Linked DNA regions of Mus musculus: region 1 is linked to region 2. Evidence: chromatin contacts called from public HiCAR-type data. All regions are on one chromosome and are shown on one strand. The core of a region is the stretch at or near the end of the contact, and the rest is flanking DNA. Distances in the headings are between cores, read along the strand shown.

Region 1 (5,280 bases), core at 353-2,852, 1.1 Mb after region 2:
TTTGTTCCAGCACTATTCACAATAGCTAACTTACAGGATGGACTTAGGAGTTCAACAAGAGAATAAAGAAAATGTGGCTTATGTACAATGTTTTCTTCCAAACCATAGAAAATGCAGCTATAGGATACAAAAGATGGCTTAACCATTAAAGGTTAGGCTCACAAGCAAAAATTTAGGAATGCAATTTTGTTGTATACAGGAAAATGGATATAACTGGAGATAACTATCTTGTCTAGATGACTATCTTGTCTCAGAGAAACAAATACATGTTTTATCTCAATGTGTGGCTCCTAGATTTTATATAGGTACTTAAAATCACATATGTGTATATGGCAATGCCAAATCACCTAGAGAAACAAAAGGAATAACAGCACAGAGAGAAAAAGGTAAAAATATATACATTATACAGTTTGACTATACAAGAAAGTACCATATACAATGACTATACACAATGAAACATTTTTAAAAGGAAGGGAGTTGATTATTCTGGAACATGCTACGATATTTAATAGGTGAGGATATATATCATTAAATTAGACAGCTTTGTAAGTTACCATAGACTTGGCCTTTTACTTTGAGTGCAATGAAAAGCCACTAAAGGTTTTAAGCAGGAGAGGATGATTTGACATAGTTTTTAAAAAGCGGGAGTGCGCTGGGGATAGTTCAGTCCATAAAGCTTGCCACTTACTTGCCATACAAACAGGGGGTCTTGAATTCCGCCCATTGTAGCAACTGCAACAACAACGTCCTGGATTCCCAGCACTCAAGAGACAGAGACGGTTCTCGAGCTCCTGGGTCCACCAGCCTAGTCTAATCTGTGATCTCCAGGTTCCCTAGTGCGCTCCCGAGTGCACACAATCATAGGGTGGAGAGCAGAGGAACTTTAAAATAGTGTATCAAGATATGAAGTTTGGAGGCAGGGAGATCGGTTATGAGACCTTTGCAAGCAGGAGATAATTATGACTCAGAGGTGGAGCTATAGTGGACAAGCACACATTACGGTTCACTGATAAAAATCTGAATAGGTTATGCAGGAAGCTAAGCTGAGAAGCTGTCCTAAACAACTAGTTGTCTGAGGTAAACAAAACTGGAGAAAAGAGCAACCGATGAACAAGCTCTAGTGCCTTTTATTGATTGCATGCTTGCTGTGTGCAATTCTGCTAGGAAACTTGCAGGAAAAAAAAAAGTTTAATTAATTCCCAACACTGCCAGAGAACGCTTTGCCTTAGTTCTGTAGAAAACAGGTTCGAAAGTGGGGTGGAGATGGGGCTGCCTCACCGCTACGGAGTGCTGGAAGCCGAATCTTAACTTAAGTCGGTCTCTATGGCGGCGTCTCTACAAGGTACCAGGTCCCTCTTTTCCACGGTAGCGAGACTGTAATAAGTTAGTACTGGGAGAGCCTATCCCCAGGCAAGACGCCCCACGTACTTTGACACCTCCTGGGGTTGCACTTCGGTGAGCGCTCGCAAGTCACGTGTGCACATGGCGTAGCTTCCAGACTGGTAGTAAGACCTCTCTCAAGCAATTGGTCGGAATCGGGAAGGAGCCTCGCGATTGGTGGACATTCGGGTTTCCTACAGCAGCGCGCTCTTTCTCGGCTCCTAACTCTCTCCGGTTCTCAGCCGCTTCCGGGCGGCGCGAACCTCTGACGTTTTCTCTTCCCATTGGCCGGCGGACACGACGGCTGTTCTGCTGTCTGATTGGCTTCCCGCGCCGCCTCGGAGGTGAAGTGTACCGCGCTGATTGGCTGCGGAGTGGCGGCCGCGTGTGATGTCCCCGGCGGCGATTGGCCCACGCCTGGCTGCTCGCCGGCTCTGGGGCTCCCGGAAGGTGGCAGCTGAGGAAGGGGCGCGCTACCTGTCTCCGCGGCCGGGCAAGAGAGAGACCCCGGCGTGAGGCGGCCTCCCTGGGCCGGAAGGGCTGGTCAGCCGACGCAGCGGCACCGGAGGCTGAGAGGGTAGGACCAGGGGACGCCATGGCCCCGCAGAACCTGAGCACCTTCTGCCTGTTGCTGCTGTACCTCATCGGGACTGTGATCGCCGGGTGAGGAAGGGGGCTCCCGCGCGTGCAGCAAGAGGCCGAGGGGCGGCCCTTGCTGAGAAGGACGCGGGTGACATCGAGGAGTGAGGGAGGGGCACTGCCGGGTCGAGGGACAAGGGGGTAGTGTGGGCCAGGCTGGCGGTGCAGGGCCAGGTTTCCCCCAGGAAGAGCGGGGGTTGGTTGCAGAGCCAAATACCACGTTTGGGGATTGGAGGGAGTTAAGTGGCTGTGAGCAGAAGAAGGGAGGCGGACGTCTGAGGGATGAGGCTCTTGATGGAAATGAAGGAAGCGAGTGTCAAGCTGGGGTTGAGATTATAGATACGTCCTTGACGTCTGAGTTCCAGAGTGGGACTGTGGGTTACCCAGTTTGCAACAAGCCTCCAAAAGGCTGACACTAAAGTGGGTGGGCCATGATGCCATGTCAAATGAGGAGAGCAAGAAAGGAAGCCAAGCTCAGACTGAAGAAAGTTGGCTTGAGAGAGCAGCAAGACACTTTAGAGAGACCTTGTACTTCCCACCTTCTTGGGCTAACGAACCTGAACTGTCTTCTTGCCTCGCTGCCTCTCACCATGGTTCCTTCCTGAGCTGGATGGTCTGAGTGACAACAGTTCTCTAACAGGCGATAAAAACTGGGATTCTAGTCTCATGCCACTCTTAGGAATCCTACAAGCTTGAAGGAACTGTGTCAAGTTCCTGAAATCAGGGATAACTGTGCCAACTTTCAGGGAGAAAGAGCAGGCTTAAAGTTTCTCCCAGCATTTAAATGCATGCACGACCCTATAGATGTGGTGACTTAGGATATGGTATGTTGGACTTGTGTTCTAGAATGCCTTCACCCTCAATCCCTTCTTTGGGCTGATGAAAATAGGTGGGTCAGAACTCAAGGTCATTTTCAGCTATCGACTGAGTTCCAGATTTGCCTGGCCTATATCACATGCTATTTCAAATATATACATAACTGCAAAAATAAAAACACACCAAAAGCTCATAGATGTCAGATTTTGACAATTTATAGGTTGTTCATAATGGGAAACTCACTGCTTAGCATAGCTTTTAAAGTTATTTTCTTTATTTTGTTTTGTTTTGTTTGCTTTAATCTTATCATTTCTTCTTTGTGACATACTTTAAATTTCTCAAAGTTGACATTTCTTACATACACTTTATTGTTTTGTTCTTGTTTGATTAAGCCACGGAGTACCCAAGGTACATCAACATACGATTTTGCATGTAGGAGTTGAGGTATGCTGGTCTCCAACTCAATATGTAGCTGAAGGCAGCGTTGAACTCCCTCCTGATCCTTCAGTCGTCACTTCCCAAGTGTTAGACTTGCAGGCATGAACGACCATTCCTGGAAAATACTAATATTGTTAATACTATAGTCACTCATAAAGCAGCCTCTGGGGAAATAATGCTGACACTCAACTATATCAGCCCCCCCCCCCTTTTTCTTTCTTGTATTTTTCTGAGCTATCATTTAACCTTTTCACTCTTAAATCTTTCATTATTCTCTGACAGTTTCATATACACACATATACCTACCCACAACTCCTTGCTCCCCCCACACATATACTTGCCCTGGGCACACCCCAATATGTTCCCGTCCTAACTTCATGTACCTCTCTGAGTCCGGTTAGTTAGTGCTGCCTTCTCACATGGTGACTATTTGTATTGGCTTGCTCAGGTAGGTCTTGTTCAGGTAACCATATCTTGAGTGAATTCATGAATACCATTTGCAGAAGACAAAATTTGACAACACTCCTTCCCACCCTCTGTGTTTACATTCTTTCTGTACCCTCTACCCATGAACCTTCGGGAGTGTGGGAGAGGGGTGGAAGGTTGAAACACCATTCCATTTAAGATTGATGTCTCAATACTCACTCACTTATTCTCCATGCTTTGAACAGTTATGCTGTTGCATTAACTACTGCCCCTGAAGAAAGAGGTCTCTCTGTCCAAAAAGGAGAGTGGCATGGATTTAACCTTATATTCATGAATATAACATATAACCATGTATATATATTTGTGTGTGTGTTAATATAACATACTTACATGTTGTATCATAGATTGTATTTATATTATATCATATATTTCCATATATATTCATATGTAGTCTATGGATATAACCTAAATATTTACAAGGTAGTTTGACAACATGCCTATTTAACAAAACAACAGTAATAAGTTCATCCCTAGAGGCAGGCAGATCTCTATGTTTGAGGCCAGCCTGGTCTACAGAGTAAATTCCAGGACAGGCAGGGCTACTGAAAAACCCTGTATTGAAAAACAGAATAACAACAACAACAAAAAAATGTATGTAGTTGAGCTGGATATGGTTTTATATACCTATAAATTCAGCATTTGAGAGGTAGAGGCGGGAGGATCAGTTCAAAACAAACTTCAGATACATACTGAGTTCAAGGCCAGTCTGAGCTACATGAGGCCCTGTCTAAGAAAACTAACCGAGAAACCTAACAGAATGATTAAAATAGCCAGATAACTTTTCAGAAGTATGACTAGGAGTTTATAAGGCTGAATGCTAGGATTCATGAATCTAGGACTTAATGAATTTAAGGCAGGCACTCTGAGCCACATGCCAGACCATAAAATGTATTGTTTAATATTCTGTCTTATGTCTTGGTTCCCCAGTGCATTTTCCCCATGCATTTTAAAATTACCCCCAACTATGTCAGTGACTATTATATGACTTCCTTAGCCCCATTGTTGAGATAATGTTTTCAGTTTCTATTCTAGTTTCAGACTCAAATTCTAGTGGTTAAACTTCTGGCAAAAAGAGTAGGTGTTGTGAGCATACTTATGTTCACCTCTCGGAGGGTGTTCACTGGCCTCTTCAATGAGCCGGATATGGCCCTTGCCTGGAATGCTTTTTATAGTCTTACTCTAGCTTTCTATTAACACTTCTTGCAGAGAAAGAACCCTTTTATGGCTGATTCCAGCATAGCTCCTGGCAATATTCTCTATTTTATGTTCCAGTTTATATCATATGCATATTCTCAGCTTCAGTGATACAGAGGTTCCTGCATGTGGACTTTAGAAGATGTCTATCATAAAGACTTGATCTCAGGAAATTAGTGGAGTTACTAGCAGTGAATGAATGAAATGTATTTTTTCTCTTCCAGCAAGATACACCATAATCCTTACATCCGGATGCATGCTACTTTTCCTTCAGGGTTATTATTTGGGGTTTGCTTAATCTTTATTTTAACTCCTTAGGTCAGTCCA
Region 2 (4,745 bases), core at 1,849-4,348:
GTACATGGGCATACATGCAGGCAAAACACCCACGCATAAAAATAAATTTTAAAATATCAACAGATGGAAATGTCGTTACGAAATTATTTTAAGAAATACCTAAAATGTTTCATCAAATAAGTAGGTTCTGTGACTTAATCAAGTTGACAAAGAAAATCAACTATCATAGAAGACAGGCGGTGAGTCTTTTTTGTTGTTGTTGTTGTTTTGTTTTTTTGAGACAGGGTTTCTCTGTATAGCCCTGGCTGTCCTGGAACTCACTCCGTAGACCAGGCTGGCCTCGGAGAACTCAGAAATCCGCCTGCCTCTGCCTCCCCAGTGCTGGGATTAAAGGCATGTGCCACCAGTGCCTGGCAGGTGGTGAGTCTTGCTTGGTTCTGTGCATATGAAAAGAGAATTCTCTGAGTTTTGTTTTAACTTTTTATTTTATTTTTAAAAACGAAAATAAGTTGTTGCTTTCTTCTTTGCTCAAGCATGACAATCAGATAGAAAGGGACATTAGGAACCATAAGATGAAATGTCCTCATTAAAGTAAACAATGATAAGAGACACTGTTCCCAGGGCTTTTAGGAAAAAAAAAGCAAAACAAAAAAAAAAAAAAAAAACAAAACCTGGCTTAGAGTCCCAACATTAGAACTGGCCACCTATTCTAATATGCCATCCAAAGCAATGAGCAGACTGAAAGATCACAGAAAGCATGTTAATCCGTGTGGCATGCTGGGAAGAACTGATAAGCAGGTTCGGTGACTGCAAGTCTGTCCCCAGGGGCCTAACAGGAACACTGCAACTTTATGCAAAAGAGATATGAAGAAAGAAACTTGTTTGTGAATAGCAGACAGAACGGTTGATCTTAGTTGTGCCAGTGCTTGGTTATGTCAGTTCTGGTTCTGCAATAAGGTTGTAGAAAGCTGTCACTGTTATCACTCAAGTGGGACAATCTAGTTCCCATGAGTGTTCCTGCCCTGGGGTACAACCTTGTCACCATAGATAATTGTGCTCATTGTAGACATGGAGGGTGATCTGTCCCTCTAGGTTACCTGCTCATAAAGATTATTGTCAATCAGCCCTGTTGTTCCTAGAAGCTAAGGTAACTAGATAAATGAGTAGCTAAGAAGAAAAAGTTTAAGAGATAAATAAAGAACCTGAGAGCACAAAACACAAAAGCCATGGTTCATAATCTCTGGGTCTCTTGTAGCTGACTATGAGATCTGTGTAAATCTTGATGGCTTGACATTTTTGAAAGTCTAGTTTTTAATTATTTAGATTTTGATGAAAATATTATCAGCTTGTATTTCTAAAACTCAAGCTATGGTTTCTGGAGAGCAAAGAGAAGTGTCATTGGTTGAATGATGGAACCTGATGTCCCTGTGATTATGCTAACATTGAACTACCTTTCCATCAAGGGCTGCTTCCCTCACAAGGTCGGAAACTTCCTTAAGCAAGTGTTCACTGTATCCATCTTTCTCTAGTGTCTCTGTGCATCTTATATGAATAAATGAAAAATAAATGGAATTAAACAGGTTCAAATTCTATCACACTGGCTAACTTTGTGCCTTGTGGCAAATCCCTATAGTCAAAAAATGACAAATATCATTGGGTCTAAACCAGGCATGGTTGAGTATGCCTGTAAGATCCGTTAACACTAGGAGGGTTCAGGGAGGAGAACAGTTGGAGCTATATCAGGAGACCTGATCAGAAAACAACAAAAGTCATTGGGCTGAGGTGTTATTCTGGGTTATTTGCAAAACTGACCCATCACCCACATTTCAACACTACTACTAGCTTGCTTTGTCATCTTTCTAAACAACAAGTTGAGATGTTTCTTTGAACCATTGTCTTAGTCAGGGTTTCTATTCCTGCACAAACATCATGACCAAGAAGCAAGTTGGGGAGGAAAGGGTTTATTCAGCTTACACTTCCATACTGCTGTTCATCACCAAGGAAGTCAGGACTGGAACTCAAGCAGGTCAGGAAGCAGGAGCTGATGCAGAAGCCATGTTCTTTACTGGCTTGCTTCCCCTGGCTTGCTCAGCCTGCTCTCTTTTAGAACCCAAGACTACCAGCCCAGAGATGGCCCCACCCACAAGGGGCCTTTCCCCCTTGATCACTAATTGAGAAAGTGCCTTACAGTTGGATCTCATGGAGGTATTTCCTCAACTGAAGCTCCTTTCTCTGTGATAACTCCAGCTTTGTCAAGTTGACACAAAACTAGCCAGTACAACCACCACAGAGGAAATGAAACCATGCCTAGTCAGTGGTAGTACATTCATAGCCTGCTAACCTTCTGGAACTGCAGAGGTCTGTAGTTTTGTTCCTATTAACCAGTTAAAAACAAAGACAGCTCCCTGCTTTTCTGGGTCAGTATGAGGTTTGTGGACACACACACACACAGAGACTTTCTTATTGATGAGTATGTCTACTTTCAGGGACAGCCTGAGGTCTGTCATTATAGTCCTGGTGCCTCTCCTCCCCCCCCCCCCCCTTAGCAAGGTAACTCAGCAAATGTTTTCAATCAAGTTGAGATATCAACCTGTCTGTCTGTCGGTCTGTCTATCGAGGAGAAGGTACCCAGTATCATCAGCTAACCACTGAACAAAAGTAGTTCCAGTCTGCTATACACGTATGTGTTCCAGTGCGGAAACAAGAGAGTATATCACATCATTAGAAAAAAAAACAAAACAAAAAACCTGTTAATGTTCATTGCAGTATGCTGGAACGTTCTATGCATTACCTCAAGTAACACAACAGCTTCAGGTTGTGGGTACTGGTGTTTTACACGGTTGGGACAGGTTGCCCTTGTAACACAACACCAATACCCTCAGAAGTGAAAGGGGCAGCACTGCAGCCAGCAATCACAATCTCAGAGGCCGACACCCGGCAGAGACGTGGGACTCGACAATCTCGTGATTTGTCCAAACGCCCCGCTAATTCGGATTGGAGCGGTAAATTTCAGCATGGACGAGTCTGTAGAATAAAGGAATTGGGTCACTCAGCCCAGGACCCGCAAGCTAAAACCACGGGAGCCCACTGCTGAGCCGTGTGTCGGAAGTGACGTCATACGCGGAAGCTGTGGAGGCAGAGGTGGCGCCTGCGCATTGGGGTTGCGCTGGGGTGGGTGTCCAGCGCTGTAGGAGGAACGCGGTGGGAGGAAGGCTTGCGGGCGTGCGGACTCGGCTTCGGGCCGAGCGCTTTGAAGAAGTAAGTCTTCTAGGAACCTAGCGGCGCTAGAGGGAGTTGGCGACATGGCTTTTGGGGCAGCTGCGGTGCGCTCAGCTGGGCTCGCTGCCTACTCCTGAGCCCGGGATGGAGTAGGGGTCAGCGACCCGGTCTCCTATAGGTCTTGGGAGAGAGAGGTGGACACCTGCTGGAAAGGGTTTGGACAGAGTGCGAAGCCCGACTGGCGCAGCTGCTGAGTGCATCCCGGGTGTCAGCATCCCGCCTCTGCAAACGCGACTCCCGGTTACTTTGCTTGCCCCCTCCCTGCCCTATGACGCGGGTGCAGAAGAAAATCCTGACCCGTTTTGTTTTAAAGTTAGTGAAATGTACAAATGGGTCCTAATCTCTTGGTGGAGAGGATAAGGCGCTTGTCTGGCTTCTTGAGGCTGCCTTTACTTTTCTGGGAAGAACTGTGCGATACCAGGGAGGTTATCGAATAATTAGCCGCGGTTGTCGCACCGTACTGGTAGCTGGTGTTATAAATGCTTTCTTTTTAGCAGTGTAAGTTTTCTTTTTCTTAAAGATTTATTATGTTGGTAAACTATTTAAAAGATGGATAAGAGTTACAACGAATATAAAAACAGTAATTTATAAATATGTAGTCGGGCTCCACCTGCTGTGTATAGACCCAAGGAACGATTGTAGCAGCTCCCAATTCCCCCCCCAACCCTTGAAGATTAAAGTGTTTCCTTTGTTAAAGGCGCCATTAAATATTATGAAGAGTGTACATATGCACCCCACAAAAAACAAGTATTGTAACCACCAAGTTTGGGCTATCAAATGAAATACAGTGCAGATGCTATAATGTGCTGTGTAATCAGATCTCAGCAAGAGTCACCACCTACGCGTAGCCCCAGGAATGTGGCTGTGTGCACGGGCTATCAAATAAAAGGCAGATCTTGAGAGGTTCCCAAAATGTGTCATTAGATTGGATAGAGTGGGGTTAGTAGACAATGAATTTATGTTGCATGGTTGTGTTTTCCCTAAGAAACTAGTAAGCATCTTTTGATTTTAAATCGGAGCTTTTCTTCAAGTCAGTTGAACACTCCAAAAGTAAACCGCTTTTTTTGCAGTAAAAATTTATGTTTGTTCACGTTTAAATCTTTTCACAATTCCTGGACAGCCCTGAGATTCTACTCACCCCCATTTTATATGCTGTTACTGTGCCACTGAATTAGAATATATTTAAATATGATAAATGTCATTGAACTTTTGAAATCTTCTAGGTATTATTGTTTTCCTATAGTCTTGGCCACTTTAACCATGTTCAGAGTCATGTCCCCTAGACCGCATGTCTAAGTGCCCATATGGTGTAGCTGCTATGCACAGTGGACTGATGCATGTGGTAACCTAGGTATGTGCATTGACAGTTTTGAGGTTTTTAGTTTTGCAGAACCCTGCTACCTACAGACTCTGCCATGGATGTCATGTAAAGAAACCCCGGATGTAGTAACGGACAAAACATGAGTCAGTTTGTGTTGTGGCATTCAGATCTGAACACACTGGGAGAGGTAAGTTGTCGACTGTGT

What was found. HiCAR-type assays count read pairs that join an accessible place to other places.
Region 1: a contact with region 2 is called in a HiCAR-type map of astrocytes, with 2.8 times the contacts expected there. The contact joins the promoter of Tbccd1 here to the promoter of 1300002E11Rik in region 2. A contact is called at or near these places in 4 of 39 promoter capture datasets (the 3T3-L1 cell line, erythroid cells and liver), 1 of 484 Hi-C or Micro-C datasets (CD4 T cells), 1 of 115 datasets of contacts at active chromatin or transcription factors (astrocytes) and 2 of 9 other capture datasets (adipose tissue and liver).

The regions. Positions count from the first base shown.
Region 1 is chr16:22,856,067-22,861,346 of GRCm38.p6, forward strand. Tbccd1 (TBCC domain containing 1) reads right to left here and starts at 1,603. Exons shown (of 8, transcript NM_001081368.2): 1 at 1,279-1,603. Dnajb11 (DnaJ heat shock protein family (Hsp40) member B11) reads left to right here and starts at 1,779. Exons shown (of 10, transcript NM_001190804.1): 1 at 1,779-2,043. The coding sequence starts at 1,976.
Region 2 is chr16:21,791,249-21,795,993 of GRCm38.p6, forward strand. 1300002E11Rik (RIKEN cDNA 1300002E11 gene) reads left to right here and starts at 3,099. Exons shown (of 3, transcript NR_037958.1): 1 at 3,099-3,198; 2 at 4,602-4,727.